4 separate regions of the Mus musculus genome follow, and regions 1, 3 and 4 are each linked to region 2. Evidence: chromatin contacts called from public Hi-C and promoter capture Hi-C data. All regions are on one chromosome and are shown on one strand. The core of a region is the stretch at or near the end of the contact, and the rest is flanking DNA. Distances in the headings are between cores, read along the strand shown. Region 1 holds the start of Dnaja1 (DnaJ heat shock protein family (Hsp40) member A1). Region 2 holds the start of Zfp292 (zinc finger protein 292). Region 3 holds the start of Aptx (aprataxin). Region 4 holds the start of Smim27 (small integral membrane protein 27).

What was found. Promoter capture Hi-C pulls out the DNA fragments that hold promoters and counts their contacts. Hi-C and Micro-C count contacts between places; a contact is called where the count stands out from the background.
Region 1: a contact with region 2 is called in a Hi-C map of the G1E-ER4 cell line, with 3 times the contacts expected there. The contact joins the promoter of Dnaja1 here to the promoter of Zfp292 in region 2. A contact is called at or near these places in 6 of 39 promoter capture datasets (cranial neural crest, frontonasal cranial neural crest, liver and 3 more) and 1 of 484 Hi-C or Micro-C datasets (the G1E-ER4 cell line).
Region 3: a contact with region 2 is called in a promoter capture Hi-C map of pre-B cells. The contact joins the promoter of Aptx here to the promoter of Zfp292 in region 2. A contact is called at or near these places in 3 of 39 promoter capture datasets (cranial neural crest, liver and pre-B cells).
Region 4: a contact with region 2 is called in a promoter capture Hi-C map of pre-B cells. The contact joins the promoter of Smim27 here to the promoter of Zfp292 in region 2. A contact is called at or near these places in 8 of 39 promoter capture datasets (the C10 cell line, the HPC-7 cell line, cranial neural crest and 5 more).

What each region holds. Positions count from the first base shown.
Region 1 is chr4:40,720,589-40,726,736 of GRCm38.p6, reverse strand. Dnaja1 (DnaJ heat shock protein family (Hsp40) member A1) reads right to left here and starts at 4,269. Exons shown (of 9, transcript NM_008298.6): 1 at 4,104-4,269; 2 at 2,893-3,034; 3 at 2,587-2,764; 4 at 528-632. The coding sequence starts at 3,024. It overlaps Gm6297 (predicted gene 6297), which reads left to right and starts at 3,896. Exons shown (of 3, transcript NR_077226.1): 1 at 3,896-4,105; 2 at 5,070-5,243; 3 at 5,343-6,148. Mir207 (microRNA 207) reads right to left here and starts at 3,820; the gene lies at 3,742-3,820. It also overlaps a transcript of Aptx not described here.
Region 2 is chr4:34,880,154-34,885,795 of GRCm38.p6, reverse strand. It overlaps Zfp292 (zinc finger protein 292), which reads left to right and starts at 2,848. Exons shown (of 8, transcript NM_013889.2): 1 at 2,848-3,038. The coding sequence starts at 2,877.
Region 3 is chr4:40,700,769-40,706,708 of GRCm38.p6, reverse strand. Aptx (aprataxin) reads left to right here and starts at 3,515. Exons shown (of 8, transcript NM_001025444.3): 1 at 3,515-3,572.
Region 4 is chr4:40,264,952-40,271,123 of GRCm38.p6, reverse strand. Smim27 (small integral membrane protein 27) reads right to left here and starts at 1,545. Exons shown (of 2, transcript NM_001349093.1): 1 at 1,405-1,545; 2 at 896-1,086. The coding sequence starts at 1,449. The coding sequence ends at 982. It overlaps Topors (topoisomerase I binding, arginine/serine-rich), which reads left to right and starts at 1,283. Exons shown (of 3, transcript NM_134097.3): 1 at 1,283-1,450; 2 at 2,623-2,820. The coding sequence starts at 1,448. It overlaps Ndufb6 (NADH:ubiquinone oxidoreductase subunit B6), which reads left to right. Exons shown (of 4, transcript NM_001033305.3): 4 at 277-533. The coding sequence ends at 345.

The DNA of each region.
Region 1 (6,148 bases), core at 3,020-5,519, 5.8 Mb before region 2:
AAGCATTGCTTTTTAAAAAAAAAAAAAAGTTGTTGCTTAGGATCTACACAGGATTGGGCCCATCAATGTGTTGTCATAAAGGAGCTGATGACAAAGCCTCATCCCTGAAGAGACATTTTCTTCTACATGTAGCCACTAATTCTACTATACCATTTCTACTACATGTAGCCACTAATTCTGGTGCCTGTCCTTTGGGAACAATTCCTCATCCACATTCCTGTAAGCAACTCTAATGGGACTCACTGGGCCATCAAACCACGGGCATACAGAAGAATAGTAAGGAAAAGGAGTTGGAGAAGAGAATAATGAAAATTCTATACAGACATGAGTATGTCACAGCAAAGCCATTACATTTCTCTTTGTAGAAGATTCAGCTGTTTTTAGTGCTGCACTCCAACTTTATCAGGGAAGTCATGGGGACCTGGTACTCAGAAAGTTGAAGAAAGATAAAAGGCCAGCTTACATCTACAAAGGCCTATCCTCATAAACAACCCAGCTAACAACACCCAACACTTAGGAACCCTTACCTTCACATTTGTCACAAATCACATTCTTTTGCAGAGCCAGTTTTCTTGTTGCACCATTATATAAGTCTTCTAAGGTCACTGAGAGCTGATGAACAACATTTTTACCTAGAATAAAACACTGCTCATTAAACACCCATCTGTAACGTTTCTTTGTTGAAGGCACTATAAAAATGGCAAAGGATAATGGAAGACCAGCCTCAAACTATACATCTTTTTGAGCTATACTCATATACAACACTCATCTAATCACTTGATTTTCAAACTAATCTAATCATAAATGAGGAAAATTATGTGAGCAGTTCATCTATCTGCCTAAGAACACAGAGGCCCTCTCAGAAATCCAGCAATTAAAATACTACCCTTAAAAGTCACTCAATGTTCAGGCACATTTCACAATGCTAAGCATGGATCCCTTTGAAGGTTTTACTTATTAGGCATTATTAAGCAACATGGCTAGTTACTTAATCCAAACATTCTTTAGCACAGTAAATTCTTTCTAATCAAGATTGGCTGGAGAAGCCAATATTGAGACACTACTGAAATAGCAATTTCTACTTCAGTTTCAATAGTTTTTATTGCTAGGCTAGCACTGGTTGTCTCAAATTTCCCAGGCCTTTTGTTATATATTATACAGTCCAACAGAACTTTCTGTAGCAATGGACACATTTTACATGTACAATACTAGATACAATTTTAAGTGTGGTGGCTACTACAGCTGCAGAGAAATTTTTCCCTCTAAATTAATCTCATCTTAAAGACCCATATCTGGCTAGAGCAAAAGATTGCCACATAGCCGAAGTAGGTTGGTTGAGATCACATAAGGACAGCCAGGTTAGAGAAATGAAATCACCTGTCAACGGTTAATAAGTCCCTAGCTGGTGATCCTTCCCCTAGGACTTTATCCACGGCCCGCCACGAGCATTGCCTGATTACCAAAGAAAGTCCCAATCCTTTCTGAATATCCGAATATTCTTACTCTTTAAGTAAGGAGTTAAAATTAAAGTCACGACATTGTGCTGCTTTCTCATTTTCACTTTGTAAGCAAGTAGGTTCTCACAAATTGAAAGTCCGAGCTTTCTCAACTTTATACAGAGTACAGAAAGGAAAAAGCAAGCTTCTGGAAACTGACGGAGTCCATTCTCCAAAGCAGCACAGTTAACAAAAGCCCTCAAACTCATCTAAGCCAAAGTCAGTCTACCTTTCTGTAGCTCATACCATCTTATGGCTGAGCAGGCCGACTGCGATTATAGGTTGGTTTTTTAAATATGTTTATGTGAAAACCAAGAGGCCAGAAGAAGCAGCTGCTGGTCCCCTGGAGCTGGAGTTTCAGGCAGTGGTGAGCCAGCTATCGAGTGTGGGTGTGGGAAACAGAACCTGGATCTTCTACAAGGAATGGCAAATGCTCTTGACTTAATCACTGAGCAGTTTCTCAGGCCCACAGGTTAATTGTTCTAAAAACATAGTAAACAGTTTTTCCAAGTCCCTTTAAGGAGCAAAGTGAAATTTAATGGCCTGCCTATTTGTTCTAGAACTGTGCCTATGAACTAGTTTATATTAACTATATATACTGAGAACAAAGTGCTATTTTACCCTTCAATACTGTCTTCCCATAGACATCTTTTGGCCAAACACTAAACACATTAAGCTGAGCTAGCAGAGCTGAAACAAGAGTCAACAGCAGCAGCTATCTGCAGACAATGAGCTTTTCTCAGGCTCTGCTTGCTCAGGGTTACTTTTCTAACAGAAAGGGCCACTGCACTTACCACTGGGTTCTAAGAGCAGGTGGTATTATCCAAGGGAGGACAGGGCTTAGAAACCTAAGTTAGTACACTTTGTTACCCCCACTGTTTGGGAATCTATGGGGTTAGTTATACCTGCTTTTTGGCTTAGCTATTTTTTAGTTACAGAAAATCTCAATGACACCAGAAGTCAAAGACAGTTCACGGACAGAGTGTAACATCATACCAACGTGTAAACAAGCATTTGAATAAATTCTCAAGTCTTTTTTTTCCGCAGCAGTTATTTCGTTCTAGCTGCAGGTAAGCCAGATTTTTCTTACCTCTCCTTTCTCTTTGCATTCTTCCTCCTCCTCCAAAGAACATATCAAAGATATCCATGGGTGAGCCAAAACCACCACCTGCTCCGCCCTCTTTAATCGCCTGCTCCCCTCCTTTATCATATAGTTCCCTTTTTTTGGAATCAGCAAGAACTTCATAAGCTTGAGAAATCTGTTTAAACTGTTTCAGAAAAGGACATCCCATTAGAAACAACTGTTACAAAGCACAGCTACGGTAGACTTTAAGGCACGAACAGAAAGATACACACACTGCAACACTGCTGCTGAGCTGTTTGCCTGTGCCCTTACCTTTTCCCCTTCATTTGGATTCTTATCAGGGTGGTACTTCAAGGCCAATTTTCTATATGCCTTTTTCAATTCTTCCTGGGTGGCATTGGGTTTTACCCCCAAAACATCGTAGTAAGTGGTTTCTTTCACCATTTTTTACAGCCTGAAACCAGAAAATGGTAATTTTAAACCAGCTTTAAACTTTTGTAGAAAAGATCCAACTGCTTCTGCCTCCTGAGCACTGGGATCAAAGGTGTGCGCCACGACTGGCTCTTAACGGGTAGTCTTTAACTACCAGAGCTAAAGCAATCTGTTCTTTTGCATTTATTTCATACTAATACAGCCTTCCCTACGCGTCTTAAAAGGTAAAAAAAAATTCCTGATATGATTCAGCTGTAAACTCGAACAGATTAAAATATAGATTTCAGGGAACGCGAAGGAAAGCCTCTCTCGCAGCTGGTTCAGACTCTACTGCACTAACACATGAATTATTTGGCTTCTTCCGGTTTCCTTTCCCCAGAGGTTTTGCTAGTAACCCACAGCAGCACTGATAGGTTCCGTCCACTGGTTAGTACATTACCGCTGCCTTTGTACATCTGATAAAGGCCATACCCTCGCCGGAAAGCGACACTGGACTCCCGGGGGTGGAGGAGTGGCTTAGGAGACCGGCTCCAGGGAGCAGGTGCCCGGGCCCCGTCGCCATCCTGCTCCTGCTCGCTCGCAGCTTACCCACTCTCGCCCCGCAGGCCTGGAAGCTGGCTCGCCCTCTGGGTTTCCCGGGCCCCCCGGCGCCGACCGTTAAGGCTTCCTTCCTTTCTCCCTCCCACCCTGATCGAAAAGGCGGAGGGGGGGGGGAGGTCGAACCTCAACAAAGAGAGGGAGGAGAGCCAGGAGAAGCGCAAGCCGCAGCCTCCGCCCGGCTCCTCCCGCAGCCCCTCACCCCTGCCTTGCTCCGCGCGTGCGCAGCGCTGCCCACCCGGCCCGGGCGGCGGAGCGCGGGGGTACGCAGCAAGGAGCATGAGGCGGGAGGCCAATTGGCTTGGGCCTTGGACCTCCTCGAGGCGTGCGGGCGGGCAGGGCGCCGGGCATTCCCGGCAGCCTTCCGAAGCCCGAGGCCGGCTCAAGGAACCCGCAGTCCCCGCCCACGCGGGACCAACCGCCTCCGGCTGCGCCTTCCCCGGCTGTCTGGGGTCCAGACCGCACGCCGCGACCGAGGGAGGCCGGAGACTCACCGGTGAGCGGGCCGGCGCCGGAGAGCGGAAAGGAGCGGAGCACAGCGCAGCTCAGCCACACGCTGCTCCTCCACCACCCACCGAGCGTTCTGGAAAGTTCCGCCCGGCCCGCCGCAGCCGACCTCTTTTGTAGCCGAGCCCCGGCGCGTCACTTGCCGGAAGTCCCGCCCCTCGCCGCTGCCACCGCCCCTCGGTTACCTGGGCAACGGCGCGGGGGCGGGAAGTGGCTGCGCCCAAGGGCCTTGTGGGGGTGGACTCAAGCCCGGGTTCCCGAGCCTCGTAGAATTTTCTAGAGGCTTTTTTTCTTATTGCGAGGAACCAGAGTGCGGAAGTCTTGAGGTGGAGAGGTCATGTCCCAGAGCCCGTAAGCCGGGGACGAGTGCTTCAGGCGTTGTGCGCGCTGTGCTGAAGGGGATTGGTGGAACCCAGCCCTGGCTGCGAGTCTGATTTTCTGCAGCTCCAGCTCCTTAGCTCTGAGCCTTGCGGGCAAGAAATGCTGAGCAAGGCGGGCCTACTCCCTAAACCAGCCTCGCAGGCTTTGGTTTCACCCAAGCGCACTTATGTCAGAGCTTTTTGGACGAGCCTGGCCCAGGCTTCAGATCCTTTTGGCTCTGACGACTTGGGCGGAGGGAATCTGGGACTTCACCAAACAGGAAAACATTTAGAATGCCTCATGCTAACGGAGGGTCATGGTCTTCCACCCAGTTTGGCCGCAGAGGAGCGGCCAAAAGCAAAATTAATTGCTTTAGCTTATTGTTTTAATTCTCTGACCGTTTTTATTTCCAGTTGGTGACTCAAAAATCTATAGTTGGCAAAGTTGAATCTTAAGCTTTCAAAGGACAGAGTGAATGTTTTTCTTATTCACTAACACAATAGATACATCAAAGAAGTGGAGGTGTAAGCTTGAAAGAGTTCACATATTTTAAAGATTTATTTTGAATCCTCTGTGTGTGTGTGTGTGTGTAGGTGCCCAAGGAAGCCAGAGGCATGGAGTCTTAAGTCTGGCTTCAAATTCTGAAATCTCCTGTCTCTGAGCAGTTGTGAAGGGTGGTACATGCTCTTAACCGCGGGGCCTCTTGCTTGGACTTTCGTTGGAAGTGGAACAAGCTAAAAACTTATAAGAGAAATCACAAAATACAGGTCAGCAGGTGAACAAGAAGCAGTTAAGCACACTTCCTAATGGAAGTGCAGAGTGTGGGATGAGATTCTTTAAATGTTCGTTTTATTGTGTGTTTCTAGGCTTGTGGACCATTGTAGTTCTCTCGTACCTTTGCACGGGCAACTCAAGTCTTCAGTGCGTTACCAGCTGAGCGGCTGTCTCAGTGCTTTATGGAGATCACAGGTAATTGGATGTAGCCAGAGCTAAGGGAGCTGGAAAGGCTGTCTTCAAACCTACCCAAAGACATCTTTAGCTCGTGGTCTTAAAAACCTCCGGATTTTGGGATTTCTACCTTGAGCTGTCCTGCCTCTCCACCGTTACTGCTTTCACTAAACTCTGTTGTGGTCACTAAAGCTACGCCACTTCCCTTACAGACTTTTTGATGATGTGCTGTGGTTTTGGTTGAGAAACATCTTTTCTCAGCTTACGTGTTACCCTCTCAGATATCACATCTATCAATAGGTTACGTCTTTAAAGCAGGGGCTCTTTACCTTCCTAACGCTGCGACCCTTTATTACAGCTCCTCATGTTGTGGTGTCCCCCAACCATAAAATTATTTTCATTGCTTCTTCATAACTGCAATGTTGTTACTGCTGTGAATTGTAATATAAATATGTGCCAAAGGTTTTCCGAAGGGATCAAAACCCACAGGTTTGAGAACTACTGCTTTAAGCCAACACTTTTGAGTAAAATATCTACTATGCCAGGCATACTCTAGGCCTTGCCAATACAAAACTCTTGTAAGCCATGGCCCCTACTCTCAAGGAACTTAACTCGTAATGAGATTAAAAACCAGAATTAAAAACAAAAAACCAAACCAAAACCATCCAACCAACCAACCAAAATTGCAGGACTAGGCTGATAAAGTCTGCCTTTAATCCCAGCA
Region 2 (5,642 bases), core at 1,599-4,098:
ATGTAAATGTTTTGTCACTAAGTCACTTGCCCAAAAAGAGGAAAAAGCAAACAGGTCACAGAAAGTCACCTTGGTCTCAGGCTGGCCAAAAGGCACTAAGACATGGATTTTGAGGTCTGAGATACTCAAGCCATGCCTAGTGTGACTTGTTCTTCCTGCTGCCTGCAGACTGGGCTGGAGAACTGTTAGTTACAGCTCGAGCACCATGTCTTCCTGCCATGATGATAACGGACTAATCCTCTGAAAATATAAACCAGAAATATTGTCCTTTATAAGAGTTGCTGTGGTCCTGGTGTCTCTTCACAGCAATAAAACCCTAACTAAGGCCGTCTTTCTCCTCATAATTCTCAAGTTTAACAGTCACAGACACTAGATAAAAGCAAAAGGTGCAGATGAATTTATATGGCCGTACTAGAATGCAGATCCAATTTATGATTCCAGTTTCCTTTAAAATTTTATTTTCTATGTAAGAGTGTCATACCTGCATGAGGTCTGTGCACCACTTGCATGTCTGGTTCCAGAAGCAGTTGGCATCCCCTGACACTGAACTCACAGACAGCTGTGAAGCAGCCACCTGGTACAGGGACTACAACCCTGGTCTTCTGGAAAACTAGCAAATGTTCTTAACCACTGAGCCCATCTCTCCAGCTCCTAATCCAGTTTTTTTAGCCACAAGGGTATCATGGCCTGAAGGTAGGAATGACATTACTAGGTACCCCCTCCCCATCCCATTACCAGAGTCTCCGGAATGTGCTCTGCCATCGAGCTACACCCTAGCCCTATGTAATAATTTAAAAAATCATTATTCAGGCATATTTCACTTTGGATCTTTCTCTCCACACCTGCTGCTACACACTTTCCTTCCTGTAAATGAAGTGTGGTGTAACTCATTACTGTTGAATTGTAGAAAAGGTAAGCTTCCTAGCCTTTAGTTATTGTACAGTCCTTGCATTTACTGGTGCATTGGCTAATCACATATTTCTTTTGATAATTTTCATTGGAATCCTAAAATAGCATACATTGATGGAACTTTAATACCTGAACTATATATATAACCTGGGAAAATGAACTGCAAAATTTAAAATCTTAAGCAAGGAGGGTACAGGGCAGCTCATTGGTAGAGTATCTACAGGGACTAGGGCAAGACAAAACAGCTACCTTCATTTGTTTCTTCAACTCTTTTTCACTGTTCAATCCAATAGAGGAAATCCTTAGCCTTACAGTGTGCTCCCCTGGTCTCATGTACATGCAAGCATTAGAGGATTCTGTCTTGTTAATGTGCAGTATTGATGCTGTTTTCTGTAAGGTTGCCTTGTGCTTGTTCATCTTATGTAATGATTTAAAAGCATGCATTACAAAACATTCGCTGGAACAACACAGTATTCAGAGAACATTTTCCACTAAGTGTCCTCCTCCCGTCACCTGTGAGGACTAGAATCACATCTGGCTTTATTATATACATTTCCTGAAAAGGCTACTGGATACGGTAGAAATTATGTTTTTGAGACCCAGCATTACAATGTAGCCCGGGCGGACTGGACCGGGAGACCCTCAGCTCCAGCTTCCTTCGTGCTGCAGTTCTGCTAGAGCCAACCTCCAGGCTGGTTGTTCATTTTAGATAACTATCCTTAGAAAAATACAGTGCAGTCAGAACACAACAGTAAAATGACCAGGTGTGTCAACGCTGTTGTTTGTTTTAAAAGGATTCAGTTGTAAGGCAGACATCTTGCCTCTTAAATAAACAGTAGGTTGTGGGGTGTTTTGTTTTGTTTGTCTATTTGTTCTTGCTGACCTGAAACTGGCAAAATAGTGTAGTCTCTGAACTTCTGATACTCTGGCGTTCACCAGGGAAGGTTGAGATTAAACAGGCAGTTGCGTGCCTTTTGCCTGGTTTATGCAGTGAACGGAGCTAGGCAAGCACTCTGTCAACTGAGTCACACCCCTAGCCCTCAAACACTGGGTTTGTTATTAGTTTGATTATGAAATTTATGGTTAAGCACATTGATTTTCCGACTACCTCTTATTCTACCCCCTACTCCTTTAAATTTGTAAGAACTCATCTGGCATAGGCTGGAGGAGGAAATATTATGTAGCCAGGGATGAACTTTTGAACCTCTCGTCTCCGAGTGCTGAGATTACAACCGTGCACACAACACTCAGCTCTCTTCTCCAATTCTAATGCCAAATACTGTTTTCGTCTTGCAAATAAAATACGGCTTAGAAGGCCACCTGTTTTGCAGCACCAAGAGGAGGGTTGCTACTGGCATTTATTTGACATCCGTGTTCCTTTTTTTACTTTAGCATCCTTAATTGTGTTCTTTCCTTCGACCTACTTTCCCAAACTAAGATTCGGTGTGGATTCTTGTAACGCGTAACGGTAACCAGATTTTAGAAAAGCTTTTGTGCCTTAAAAACCACCGGGTTACAACATTAATCATTTCGGTCTGTTTGAATTCTCTCCACACTATTCTTTTCTTGTGTTCGCTGCTTGATTTCCCAGAATGAGAATTGAACCTCTCATTTTGTTCTGACCCAATTGTTGTGTGTGTGTGCCCTCCAACACCTAGAGCGCTTGTTTCCAGGAGGCGTTCTCGGGTTGGCCCAGAACCAGGGCAATCACCAGCTCTCCACCCTGCCCTGGCCTCCGGCTGTTCCGCAGACCTTGCCCTCGCCCTGGCCCTGGCCCTAGCCGCCGCCGCAGCAGCAGAGGCCTCAGCTTCAGCTCGCTGCAGCACTGCCCCGGCGGTCGCCAGCCCCACACCCGGCCTTTGTACGTGCGCCCAGGCGTGCCAGCGCACCGGGCACGTGACCCCGCCGAACGTGGCATTGTGTTATCACGTGACCCAGGTGCGTACGCGACGGAGCGGGCTGCGAAGATGGCGGACGATGAGGCCGAGCAGGAGCGCCTGAGCGGTGGCGGCTGCGCGGCGGAGCTGCGGCGCCTGGGCGAGCGGCTGCAAGAGCTGGAGCGGCGGCTATGCGAGAGCCGGGAGCCCGCGGTGGAGGCCGCCGCCGCCTACTGCCGCCAGCTGTGCCAGGTGAGCCCCTCCCCCTCCGCGGGCCTCGGCGGCCGGAGCGCGGGCGGTCCGCGTCTTTGTGTTCCGCGGCCAGGCTGGGCCGGACGGCCTCGGGGCTCCGTGCACGCTCCCGGGCTGCGCCGCGGGCGCCGGGCTGCCCGCCGCGCGCCAGTCCCCCTGTCGCCGCCGGCCGTCGCGCGCAGTCGCTCGGCCTTTGTTGTTGGGTTAGGCTGCGACCGGAGGGTCTTTGTTGATGTTCTCGAGCCAATCCCGCCGGACCTGCAAGCTGGGAGTGGCGGCGGCGTCTGCGCTGCGGCCGTTCCTGCTGGCTGCTCTCCGCGGTGCATAGGAGCTGTCACCGTTCCATAGTCAGTCGTCCCTTGGGGGCGGCTTTACCAGTGCCTGTTTCGCCTTTACGTTCCGGAAGAGTACGATTTCCGGCCCCCCCCCCGTGCACCCCCACCCCCACATTTCTTGGGTTCTTTCCTGTTAAGTGTCTTTGGTTGACAAGGGATTTGTGCTTGGGTCAGTTTCAGATCTTCCCATTCTTTTCTTGCCCAAGGACATTGCTTTTCAGCAACGTTTTCTAACTAGGATTTAGAATGTTAGTAACATTCTAAATGTTATCTTATGACAGATATCAGAGTTTGGATCTCCATCTGGTCTTAAGACTCCCCAGTTAACGTGTGCTGACTATGGAGGGAGGGAGAACATTGATTAAACTGCCTAGTTGAGGCCGTTTTTTACATAAAGCATGAAACCTAATGGATGTGTCATGCTTAAGATTTTGTTTTGGAAACACTGAGATTTGAACAATGGTGGAGCATTTTAGGATTTCACAGGGATACTTTCACTTGCCAGCCTCCAGGTGCTGAAATCTATCTTTCTAGGGTATCTGATCACATACAGAAGCAGCCCCATTGCCGTATGCATTTTATGCTCATGCATTGATGGTTCGTTATTTAAAAAAAAAAAATAGGACCAAGGATGACTTGTCTGCAAATATATGCAGTCAGAAAGTTCGTCAGATCTGGAGGCCACATTACAGAGTCATTGTTTTAAACCTTAGTATTAAAGAAACTTTGAAATTTGCTATTTTCTATGCCCTGAAATTGCCCACCATCGTAAGCCTGAGAAATTATTTTAGTAGAATTTACAAATAAGGCTTTCATTTGTTTGTTTGTTGGTTTTTTTTTTTTTTTCCCCTGAAACAGGGTTTCTCAGTGTAGCCTTGGCTGTCCTGGAGCTCACCTTGTAGACTAGGCTGGCCTCGAACTCAGAAATCCCCCTGCCTCTGCCTCCCGGAGTGCTGGGATTAAAGGCCTGCGCCACCACGCCCCCACCACGCCCGGCCAAGATTTCATTTGTAAATGGAGTCCACTTCTGGAGGAGGTGTTTTGAGACAGTCTTTCCATGCTCTCCTTGCTGGCATTAATTTTGGGTAGTCGTCTTACTTCACCATCCCAAATGCTAGGATTACAGATCTGTGCCACCATGAGCAGTTGGGAGCAGACTAAAGTCTACTTTAGTTCGGGATATTAATTCCTTAGTAGAATCCACTGATGATTTAAGGATTGATAATACTGTTAAAATGAAGGCTCATGCGATAAAGAGTATAAGTATAGCTTTCTCTTTCGTTTTTGAGATTGATGCACAAGTATCACTGTGTGTGTGGTTGTGGTTAAGATGGTACTAGGTACAGCATGCTAGGTACATCACCAGGTTTTAAATTCTTCTTGTTTATTGTTTTGTCTTTTTTAAGACAGGAATTGTCTGTGTGTGTGTTGGGGGGGGGGGAAGGGTGGCCCTGGCTGTTCTGTAGACCAGGCTGGACTTGAACTCAGAGATTTACCTGTTCCCCTCTCACCCTCTGCCCCACCATGTGCTGGAATTATAGTCAGGTGCCACTGCCTGGCATTTTAAAGTTACTTCTAATGAATAAAACAGTTAAAAAAAATAACTCGATATTGGTTTTATTAAGTGATAAATCTTAAGGTATATAAATCATTTTTTATTACCTTGCTGATAAAAATCAAATAGTAATGAAGTAATCATTGGTGGTTTTCAAAAATTAGAAATAGTAATTCATACTGAGGGTGTATTGGCTGAGGGGCAAACCCAGTGTCTCTTGGGTTCGAGGCTTGTTCGCTAAAGACTGATTTATGCTCCCTACCCCAATATTATAAATTATAAAAGTGATCTCCAGAGCTCTAATTCTGTATTTGAGAGGCCGAGGAAGGCAGGTCAGAGTTTAAGGCCATCCTGGGCTACATAGTGAGTTCCAGATAATAGCATAAGACAGAAGAGAGAGTGGGGGTTGGGCTCCAACTCAAATATCCTTAGAATTTTGTCTTAGTTAACATGGGATGTAATGTTAGATGTAGGGGGAGCTAGAAATTAAATCCTGTTTTCTAACCTTGGAATTACAGTTCGACCTTTTTATGTCTTTCTCCGGTAGACCTGGGCTGTCCACATGCTTCTAGAAAGCCAGGATAAATAAACGTTTGGCAGTCACTGGACTTGAGCTAATATTCTGTCAGCATTGAGGCTCAGTTTTAAAGTCCTCAATTTTGTGCTTATTTAAAGATTGCTCTGTTATATTTACACTTATTTGTGTCTGTGTGT
Region 3 (5,940 bases), core at 2,266-4,765, 5.8 Mb before region 2:
GGTTCATTGTGTGGTGCTGTAGATTGAACCTAGGACTTCACATATTCTTGGCAATGCTCTACCACTGAGCTATATATAGCCAAGCACCCCCTCCCCCCAACTCCAACAATATCACACAAATACCAGTAAGTTGAATTTAAGATGGCCAAAAGATTTGGACATTTCTCCAGAGAAGACACACAACTGGAAAAATAATCACATAAAAAGAGCACCATCCCTAACCATCAGGGAACTGTAAATCAAGACCATTGTGGGTGGCTGCTTTCAACAACAAAAACAGCTACAAATAACAAGTGCTGGCAAGCACACAGAGAAGCTGTGTCTGGGCACTGTTAGAGGAATGTCAGACCATGCAGCTGCCATGGAAAAGCATTATGGAAGCTTTCAAAGTATTAAAAATAAAATGACCAGGACTGGGAGATGGCTCAGTTGGTGAAGTGTTTGTTCCAGAGGCCCCAGCACCTAAGTTTAGATCTCCAGCACCCATGTAAAGAGACCAGTGTAGTAGCTTGTGCCTATAATCCCAGTGCTGCGGAGGCAGGAGGATGATTCTGGAGCTCATGGGCCAATTTAACCTAACTGGTGAGCTCCAGGCTCAGTGAGAGACGCCATCTTAAAATTAAGGTGGATGCCTGGCATGGTCACTGTCCTCTATTTACAGCAGAGGCAGGTGGATCTCTGTGAGTTCGAGGCCAGCCTGGTCTACAGAGTGAGTTCCAGGACAGCCAGGGCTACACAGAGGAATCCTGTCTCAGAAAACAAAAACAAAAACAAAAACGAAACAAAACAGAACAAAACAAAAATTAAGGTGGAGAATGAAAAAGATAGTTGATATTCTCTTCTGGCCTACACATGCACTTGCACACACACACACACACACACTATCTATCTATCTATCTATCTATCTATCTCAACAATTCTGCTTTCCACAGTATCTGAAGACAGATCTTGATGTTTTGAACATCCATGTTCATAAATATAGCATTATTCCCAATAGTCAAAAGACAGGAACAACCCAAAAGTCCATCACAGCACTTGGGAAACTGAAGAAAATTGGGCATGGTGGTGCTTGCCTTTAACCCCAGTACGCAAGAGGCAGAATTTACTTTGTGAGTTCAAGGCCAGTTTGGTCTACTTAAAAAGTTTCTGGACAGCCAGAGCTATATAGTGAGGCCCTGTCAACAACAACAACAACAACAATAACAGCCCAAAGCAAGAGGATCAGGAATTTAAGGCGATCTTTTAAGGTCAGCCTTGACCCTGTCTTTAAGAATTGGGAGAAAGCCGGGCGTGGTGGCGCAAGCCTTTAATTCCAGCACTCAGGAGGCAGAGGCAGGTGGATTTCTGAGTTTGAGGCCAGCCTGATCTACAAAGTGAGTTCCAGGACAGCCAGGGCTATACAGAGAAACCCTGTCTCGAAAAACAAAACAAAACAAAGCAAACAAACAAACAAAAGAAATGGGGGGGGGAAGACAAACAAGAAAGAATAATAGGGGGTTGGAGAGATGGATCAGTAGGAACACTGGCTACTCCTCCCACCTCACAGTCTCTTATAACTTCAGTCCCAGGGATCTGCTTTCTTCTGACCTCCTCAGGCACCAGGTACACACATGGTGTACAGACATACATGCACGAAAAACACTCACACACATTAAAAATCAATAAATTAAAAAAGAATATGGGCTGGAGAGATGGTTCAGTGGTTAAGAGCACTGACTGCTGCTCTTCCAGAGGTCCTGAGTTCAATTCCAGCAACCACATGGTGGCTCACAACCATCTGTAGATGGGATCTGATGCCCTCTTCTTGTGTATCTGAGGACCGTGACAGTGTATTCATATAAATAAAATAAATCTTAAAAAGTATTAAAAAAATAAAAACCCAAAGAAAAACATTAGCCTTAAAAAGGATCTTTTGACTTGTGCCACATTGTAGATGAAACTTGACACCTAGCTAAGTGAAAGAAAATGATTACAAAAACCAACACTACATGATTTCACTTAAATGGTATTTCCAGATTGGTTAAACCCATGGAAGCTAAGAGCAGAATAGTGGGGCTTTAGGGTGACAAAAATTAGTAGTTGTTTGATTCATAGAGAAACTGAAAAAATTTTGGTGCGTAGTCCCCTAGCAATGTGAACCCCAGTGAATGTCTTAAGTGCCTGCCACGCCCTTGACCGTGCATTGTTCCAAACAACCTTGCTTTTCTGGTCAGTGCACTGCAGACAATGGAATAGACCTAATACAGTGGCTAGGAAAACTCTGCTCAATTCTGCACAAATGACCCAGTTTAATTTTTAGCTGTACGAGACACAATGGAGACTGCGTAGAAGTCTTGGCTAAGAGGCCTAATCCTGAGGGAAAACGCAAACTGTCGGGTCACCAGATCTGCCTTGATGTCTTAGGCAGTTATGGACCACGTTCTCAGCCTTGAGGTTTGTACAGCTTGAGATTCCTCCTCCCTTCCTGCTCTGATCCTAACATACACCCGCATCTTCTTTGTCAACAAAAGCACGGCTTTCCCTTGCTCTCAGGGACATCCTCCCATCCTGTCTTGTCATCTCCATCAGACAGTGGAGCCTGCTTTTTCAAGAAAACAATAGTAACCCATTTGATCAAGAAACAAAAGAGCTCTTAGCTGAGAGTGGGGACGAAGACCTGTCATCCCAGTATTTCAGAGGTAGACGCAGGGGATCTTGAGTTTGTGATTAGTCTAGGGCACAGTGAAACCTTGTCTAAACAACCCCCCCACCCCCAAAAAAGGGGGCCTCCGTAAGGTTCAGTTTCGACTGCGTTTCAGATTCTACACTCTGATTTTACTCACGAGATAGGAATTCTTTCATCTGCCAAGAAGTCTTTAGTGATTTACAATACAAGACTTTCAGGGAACGTCCTGGAATTGCTATAAAAATCAGTACACATATGTCATCCCAACCTCCTGCTGATTGCCCTCAGTTCATTTAGAGAAGACATCATAAAAAAAAAATCTTAGCAGGGTTCCTCTGTCTCTCTCTTCAGTCTTTTTTCTCCTTATAGAGAGAAAGAAAAGTGTAATTTTAACGTGGGTGGTAAGGCACTCCAGCCTGTAGTTTAAACGATGGCTTCAAAGCTGTGTTTGGTAGCTCACATCTGCAATCCCAGCACTGGGGGAATCTAAGGAGATTCTCGCGAGTTCAAGACCAATTTGGGCTACAGAACGAATTTCTCTCACTACCTCCAACCTCGTTCTTTCCCTTTCAAAGATGGCTTTAACTTATAGCAAGCTTCCTGAGGAGGAAGTGCTAAAAGGCGACATGGCTGCGTAGATGAGCCACAGAAGACTGCTGTCTGAAATCTCTCCGGATTCAGACAACCGGGAGGCTGCGAGCAAAGGAGCTATCCTCACGGGGGACAACTAGCGGCTAGCGCCACTGTTCTACCTGGGTATCGGGCGAGAAAACGTTCCAGCCAATTCTCGAAAAGATACTGGAATCATCACCGGTTGCTAGGCAGCCGTTTGTGACGTCATCTCTCAGCACCGGAAGCGGCGAGGCGCAGTAGAGCAGCGTGAAGTTTGTGGGTGTCCACAGTCGAGGTAAGTTAATGGTCCGCCTGCCTTCGTAGTTTGCTGGGTTAGAAGCGGGCAGGGGCATTTGGCCCGGGCTGCTAACTCGGAGCGGTGACCTTGAGGGTGGAGTTCGAGGTTTCTTTCTTCTGGGCGGATTAGGCTCCACCCCTTGGTCTTGCTCAGGTGGGCGTGTTTCAGAGTTTTGTTTCCGCCGCATTGTTCCGGCCTCCCACCCTCCCCGCCCCCCATCCCCACCCGGCTCCTGTACCTAGTTGGCTGCCAGATCAGCATGAAAAGATTTAGAGATAAGAGTGGACAAAGTCCATGCAGCGGGGCTGTTCAGCCTGACAGGAAAGTGTTTCTGCCAGAAACGCCTTCCAAGAGTAACTCGAGGTGCACTAGCAGTGTCCCCAGCGGGCCTTAAGAATGCCGGAAGCAGTGTAAGGTCTTTCTCTTTACAATGCAGAGATTCAACAAAGCAGGGGTTTTTGAAATGACACCAATTTGGAATTGCTGGGTAATTACTTTTGAGAAATCGACATATATTGGGGATTTCGTAAGAGGCCCTTCCTCCCCACTTAATTTTAGAGGTCTCCTGTAGCCCAGCTGGCCTCCTCAAATTTCTGATCCTCTTGTCCCTACCTCCCAGTGATGGGATACAGGCGTTTGCCACTGGGCTTGGACAATTTTTTTTCTTCTTCAAGATGGGTAACAGTATGTAGGGTAGTCTAACCTCAAACTTCTGGATATCCTGTATTAGCCAGGAGCCATGCTGCATTCTTGAAAGATGGTATGTGCAGGTAAAGGTGCCTGCATGTATGTCTGGGGAGGGAAGAGTGAGGATGTTGGCCAGTGGAGCCAGTCTGTGAAATACTTAGCCTAATTCCTCTGAGAAATTAGAAGCTGAGAGTCTTAAGTTCAAGTCTGTGTTGGACATTAGTCCACACTCACTTGTGCTTATGCAACTTTAAGTTTAATTGGAAATTCAGTTCCTTACTTGTGTTAATGGCCCTTCAAAAGCTCAGTTATCAGTGTGGCTTGAAGGTTTACTACATTTCCATTGTTGAAGAAAATTCTTGTGCTAACAGCGCTTCAAGATAGATTTCTGGCCTCATGTCACTTGCCCTGTCATTTGGGTTTCCTAACGTCATTGTTTGTATATGCTAGGCCCAGGGCGTGGCACTAATAGGAACTGTGGCCTTGTTGGAGTAGGTGTGTCACTGTGGGTGTGGACTTTAAGACCCTTGTCCTAGTTGCATGGAAGCCAGTCTTCTCCTAGCTGCCTTCAGAACAAGAGGTGGAACTCTCAGCTCCTCCAGCCCTATGTCTGCCTGAACACTGCCATGTTCCCACCTTGATAATAGTGGACTGAACCTCTGAACCTGTAAGCCAGCCCTAATTAAATGTTGTCCTTATATGAGTTGCCTTGGTCATGGTGTCTCTTCATAGCAATGGAAACCCTAACTAAGACACCTAGGACTCAAAAATAGCTAGGTGGGGTCTGGTGAGATGGCTCAGCAGTTAAGAGCACCTTTTGGAGGTCATGAGTTCAAATCCTAGCAACCACATGGTGGCTCATCTGTAATGAGAAACAAATAAAGAACCTATGGGCCGGAGAGAGTGGGCCCTGGAGCAAGCGGGATTGGAGCAAGAGGGAGAAAAGGGAAGGGGAAAAAAGAGCTGGGTGGTGTTGGTGGTACATGACTTTAATCCCAGCGGGAGGCAGAGGCAGGTGAACCTCTTGAGTATGAGGACAGCCTTGTCTATAGTTCCAGGACAACCAAGGCTACACAAAGAAACTCTGTCTGGAAAAAGGAAAACCAACCAACCAGAATTAATCAGGGCATAGTAACCAGTGGTGTAGTCAGCAAATGGGCCATTGCAGAAGGGAGAGGGAATGGTAGAATGAACTTCTGTTTTGGGGCATTCTACTTTAAACAAACCCAGCTATGTTCTTGTATTCTGCAGTCATTAATTCCTACAGATTGGGTCTGGAGGCCCAAATGGGCCAACCTGCTGTTTAAGGTTTTGTGTAAGCATTGTGCAGTAACTGCATCAGCTCCACAGGAAGCAGTGCATCGGAGCATCACAACTTAAGAACTTTGTGGCAGAAGGGAGTGTGTTTCCATCGTCTTGCCATGTTCCTATCTGTTCACTGGATTCTCTCTTCCTACTCAGAAGCTGCACTGTCTGCTGGCTTCTTTGTCAATCATAAGACTTGTTTCTCAATACCCAGTAAGGACATGCTTCACTCTCCTGTCTCTTACCTGCCCAGCCATCAATTTGTAGCTGGTCCAACAGATGCCCCATGGGAGGTAGCATTATAAATGGGATCTGCCTGCAGTACCATCACCACTAGGCCGGGGTTTAGATCTTAGATGAACAGCTGACTTTA
Region 4 (6,172 bases), core at 296-2,795, 5.4 Mb before region 2:
TTGTTGTTTTTTTGTTTGTTTTAAGACAGGGTCGATCTATGTAGTCTTGTCTGCCCTGAAACTTGCTATGTAGACCAGCTAGCTTCAAACTAGAGATCTGCCTGCCTCTACCTCTAGAGCACTGGGATTAATTCACCATCAGACCTGGCTTAAATTTAACAAATGTAAAGAAAGTATCTTTATAGTCATTTATTGTGTTGAGCAAATGTTGGAATATTTACAATGAAATGTATATTTGGTGAAAAATCTCTATTAAACACTTCCTGTTTTCCCTAGGGTGATACAATTCTGGAGACTGGAGAAGTAATTCCACCAATGAGAGATTTTCCTGATCAACATCATTGAAGAGTCCTTAAAAACTTAACAGACTTGTGTAACAGCACAAGTATGTTCCTAAAGTGCTGTATTTACTGAATCTGTTTCCTGGAAAAGTAATTAATAAAGCTTATTCTCAGAGTGTTATCACTGTCCGTGTTACTGTCCAAAGGTTCTATGATTTGAGACTAACAGTAAAAAGACAAATACTAAACAGAGCTATTAGCTACTTTTTTCTGTCCATTTTGATAAACAGGATGCAAAACACATTTTAGTCACAGTGTTGTTTACATACTGATTTGACATGAGGATGTGAAGTGTTTGAGCACTAGAATGAAAAGCTATGACCTGATACAAAATAGAGCCGGGCGTGGGGGCGCACGCCTTTACTCCCAGCACTCGGGAGGCAGAGGCAGGCGGATTTCTGAGTTCAAGGTCAGCCTGGTCTACAAAGTGAGTTCCAGGACAGCCAGGGCTATACAGAGAAACCCTGTCTCGAAAAAAAAAAAAGGGGGGGGGGGGTGTTGTCCGATCATTTTGAAAAATTGGCATGTTAACGCTTATCACAAAAGGCCACACGCAAATTTGTATTGTGAATTTTACTTTGAGTCTACATAGGTGCCATCTGAAGAAAAGAAGTGTTTGCTAAGAATTACAAAAGTTCGTTCAGAAGAACTTGTCTGGAAACTCCTTCTGTAGTTGTCGTCGTGCAGCTACAGTCGATGCATAGATGACGAATCCCCAAGAGAGCAAGACGATTGCAAGGAGCAACTAAAAGGAGGGGAGGAAAAGCAAAAAGAAGAAATCAATGTGCCGGGTCCTTTCCCTGTGTAGCCCGAGCAAGCAGCTACAGGTGGAAAGGCATCACATGCCTCTAACACAGTGCAGCCCAGAGGCAAGCAGGCCTGCAACCCCTGACGTCAGAGGCGGAAAAGCGTGTCCTCCAGGAAGAGGCGGAGCCGAGGGCAGGGCGTGAACGCTCAATTTAGGAATGGGTTCTGGAGTTCCAAGCTGCGAGCCAACAGTCTACCTTCGGCTCGCGGGCCCTGCCATGGTGCGCTCTGGAGCTCCGCTCTGCTCGGTACCTACCAGGGAGTAAGTCCAGTCCAGGCTTCGGCGACTCATCGGCCTCATGGTAAGGGAGCAGCGGGGACGGGGTGGCAAGGGCCCTACAGCCTGCTCGCGGGCGCATTGCACCCCGATGCAGCAGCCATTTTTCAGCGGGACTCTGCGCGCTCCCGCGGGCTTCCGCCCGGAGTTGGAACACATCACGTGATCCGGGCCTAGCCCGCCTTTCAGGCAGCAGAGGGAATAAAAGAGAAAATGTGAAGATCGCGCCTTTTTTGCGCTCACATAGGAATTCCTTAACTGCTTTATCCTGCATTTGCAGTGCGGTATTAATACAAGATAGTGTGCCATCGTGTGCATATAAAAGTTTATTGGAAAATAGTCCACGGTGGAAGAATCAAAGTTGCCGTCCCACACCCACATCGGTTTCCACCAAATGCGGATAGACCTTCATATGTTTATGCTTGACTTAAACATCTTTTACGTAACAAAAACATCGTTGGGAACTGTTAGTTGAGCCGTTCACCAAGAACAAACAGAATATTATCGCTGATGGCTGGAAATCTTTTCAAATATGTTGTACAGGTAGCCCGCATGGTGGATCTGCCGGCCAACAAGTGTTGACGGGCAGTTTGTCGAATGCTTGGGACTGCAGCAAGTTTGAAATACTAAGTCCCGAGAAAGGCAGCTTGGCAGGCCAACTATCAGGATGCTGGTGGTGTGCAGAGTGGAAGCCTGGCCGGCAGAGGCTGGGCCGCTCGGCTTTGGGCGCAGATGTGTCAGATACATTTTTAGTGTAGATTTCCGAGAGTGGAAAGAGGGAAGCGGGCCGCAGGGAGTTATGGCGGGGTAAAAGAAATGCCTGATGGTCAACCCAGCTGAAATAGACGGAAGGACCAGGGTGCTCTGGGAGCTCAGTCCAGTTCCCGTGGCACCATAGAGAATCCTAACAACTTGTTGAAGTTTGTGAGGTTCCACTGATACTGAGGCAGCCTTTCTGCATATTTGGTTGTGATTGTGGAGTTTGTGCTGTGCCCCCCCGCGGTGGGGGCAGGGCAGGGTCCGGGGTCTGTGCCGTAACGTCCCGCCTCCTGCGTGCGGCAGCGGTTTGGCGCATGCGCCCAGAGCTCGGGGGAAGGGGGTGGAGGAGCGGTGTTTTGCTGCGCGGGCTCGGGGGGTTGGTCTCGCCTTCTCTCCGCCTCCAAACTGCCTGTGGGTGATGAACGTTCTACGTCATAGGGGTCGCAGCCGCCGCCACCGGGGTCTCCGCTGTCTCGCGAGGAGGGTGAAGCGCCCCCTCTGGTGCCTGCCGAGGAGGGGAGGCGCCGAAGCCGCCGGGTACGCCTTCGCGGATCCTGCCGCCACCGGCCGAGCTTACTGAGCCGGCGGGAGCTGGCTTCCAACGGCCCAGCGGTTCCTGCCACCGCGTCCTCGGAGGTGAGTCGGCCGGGAACAATGGGTGAGGGGTTCCAGTAGGCCCTGGAGCAGCCCTGTGGTCTGGGCCTTCTTCCACCCGGAGCTCCCAAGGGCTGGGGTCGCCACGCTGCAGGGCACCTGTGGATCGGCACCGGTGGGCAAGCGAGGGGAGTGTCTCCCTGCACTGCCTGAAGGGCTGGAGCGCAACTGAATACGGGATAGAGCTGTGTGTCGGCGCAAAACAGTTGCCACTGTTAGGAAGTGTGACCTTGGTAGGTCCCCAGCCCTGGACCCTGTCTGTGAAATGGGATCAGCATTTCAGTTGGTCGTGTTTATGTAACATGCATGGTGTGGTTGTCTTTCCATCCGAGACAGTAGTTTTGGACTAAGGAAGCTGTTAAGGCTAGAGGAGTTGTGCAGTGCTACACATTGTGGGCAGGGCTTGTATGCCTTGTGACTTTATTACACATCTAGTTAGTGCCCTTTGCTCATGGGCTGCTGATTCTGATTGGTAGACTGGAGAGGGGCAGTTACGGGATTGAAGGCACGGAGATTAAGACCGGAACTGGGAAGCAGCAGTTCTACTGGGCACCGTCCTATGTTAAAGTGGAGAAAGAAGGAAAAAACGTATGTGTCTTAAGAGTTGAGCTAGTACAGGGTAGAGTGTTTCGTTTGAGAGGATTTGAGGGTTTGGAAATAGATGGAATGCAAAGTGCAGGGCTCTTCAGTCAGTCACACTCAATGCGTATCTAGAAGGAGAGGCTTTCACGGGGCTAGCTTCCAAGCAACCCTCACCCCTTTTATTTTGGGGCAGGGACTTTTGTAGCCAAGAGTGGTCTGGAGTTCCCTACTTTGCAAAGGATGACCTTGGTCTTCTCACCGTCTTGCCTTCATATTCCAGTCTTCTGGGAATGCAGGAATATTCCAGGGTGCCTGGTCCCAATTAAATTTTATTATTACCAGAATTGAAATTCAATCTGGACAGTGGTGGTGCATACCTTTAATCCCAGCAGAGGCAGAGGCAGGCAGAGCTCTGAGTTCAAGGCCAGCTTAGTGTACAGAGTGAGTTCCAGGACAGCCAGGGCTCCACAGAGAAACTCTGTCTAGCCTCACTAAAAAAAGAAGAAATTAAATTTGGTCATTTAGGACTTAACAAATTTTAAACTATTCAGATTTACAAGTAGAATGCAGATTGCTTTTTACCAGTCATTCTGTTTTATCTATTTGTGGATGTTGTTAGCTGCTTTGCTTAGATATGTTAAATATAATTGTTATCATCTTTGGAAACTGTCAGAGGTGTGGGTGATGATCACTACCAATATCAAACTTTTCCATAACTTAAGCAACTATGTTGAACTCTCATCATCAAACCCTGCACCAAGTGTTTGCTTATTCAAATTGTATCCCTTCACACAACTTTTTTTTCCCCCTTTTCAAAAGACTATTGGTATTCTGTCTTAGTTAAGGTTTTACTGCTGTGAAGAGACACCATGACCACGGCAACTCTTAATAAGGACAACATTTAATGGGAGCTGGCTTATAGGTTCAGAGGTTCAGTCCATTATCGTCTAGGCAGGCATGATGCAGGCAGAGCTGAGAGTTGTACATCTTCATCCAAAGGAAGCCAGAAGTAGACTGGTCCAGGTGGCTAGGAGGAGGTTATCATAGCCTACCCCGACAGTAACAAGTTTCCTCCAACAAGGGTGTAACCCCTCCTAGTAGTACCCTGGGTCAAGCATTTTCAAACTACGCCGATTTTAGAGTTGAGAATATTTGAGAAGTAACTTTCAAGTTTGTCCCAGCTTGATCTTTGTGGAGATCCAAAGTAAGAAGTATTGATTCTAGTTGGATGTGGTGTCCATGCCTTTAATCCTAGCACACAGGAGGTGGGGGCAGGCAGATCCATGAGGTGCAGGCCAGCCAGGCTACGGGGAGACTTTATTCTTGACCCCACCCCCCAAAAGTGGCAATTCTCAGTATTATTTTCAGTAGTGCTGCATTAAAGTGCAGTCAGATGATTGAGTTCTGTGTCCAGTGATAATCTAAGGAGTGCTTTAGAAGCTGACTTTTGTAGAAAGCCTTGACTTGGAAGGGGGTGGGGGGGAGAAAATTCTGAAGTTCATGATCTCCATTTATTTTCCCTAGATATGTTGACCCTGTTACCAGAAATTTCCCCAAAATTATGGTATAAAGGGGATTTTAATCTTTGTTAGAATCAGCAGATTGGAAGATCAAAAAAGGAAAAGTTGAGTGTATCCTAAAGTAATAATAGATTTCCCTTTGGACTTGGCTTTTTATGAAGAGCTGATTAATCTGCTCTGGAGGTATTGGTTTGTAGCCCTGATCCTTAGGTTAGTAGGGTAGAGGAACGTTTACAAGGCTTCCGTCTAGAATACAAAATACAAAATTTAAATGGGTCCATCTTTGCTGCTAAAGTCAGGACGTCTTCTGCAAGTACATCGCCGCCCAGTCTGCCTGTTCCCTACCTCCCCACTATAGTTGTTAGTGTATTCACCGAGGCATGCAGTTATCACCCAAGTGTAATTACGGAACAGTTTGGTCTTCTCAGAAAATCTCATCAGCTCAAGGCATCTTTTCCTCCTTATTGAACTACTTTGGTCATGTGTATGAATGGTACCATACAGTGTGTGTGTGTGTGTGTGTGTGTCATTTATTAGATGTTATGTTGTAGCATTCAGTACTTTATTACTTTTATCACTAAGTAATTTTGTGTTCACATGTTTTTTATATAAGCCACTGGGTCCTGTTAGTGCTGCTTATATCCATATAGCTGTAGGGTTATCCAGAGGGGCTTGGGCGGTCTACCAGTAGCCACTTCTCAAAGAAAGTGACTTCCCACAGCAACCATCAGCTACCTAAAGACCTTCAGTTAAGAGTGGGGCTTTGGGAGTTCTTTGGTCGTCGTCATCATTGTAGTTGAACTCACACTCACGTTGGTGTTTGATTGTGGTTGCCACCTCCGGGGTACTGACCTGGGTCCTTTGTAAAACATCTCCCTCACCCCATGCTGTAATTTTTAACTGGCTTGGACTTAGACAGGTGACCACAGCTGTGAGTATCGTGCAGCAGCCACAGCATATCTTGAGCTTCTCGAACCTCTGGCTCTGGCTTTGTCTTCCCACCCTTGCTTAATTTTCCCTGGGTGTTGTGGGAGGAAGTTTGGTACAGGTGTCCCATCTCTGGCTGGGCTATCACGGGTGCTCGTTCTCACAGGTGGAATGTGATGGCTAGTAATGAGTCTGCACTCCTCTTGCCAAGGTGGAGAGGAGCATTGCAAAGCCGTCTGGAGGTTCTCCCCTTCTGCAGACGACTTCCGCTGCCTGGGTTTTGACCATGTTGATATAGTACTAAA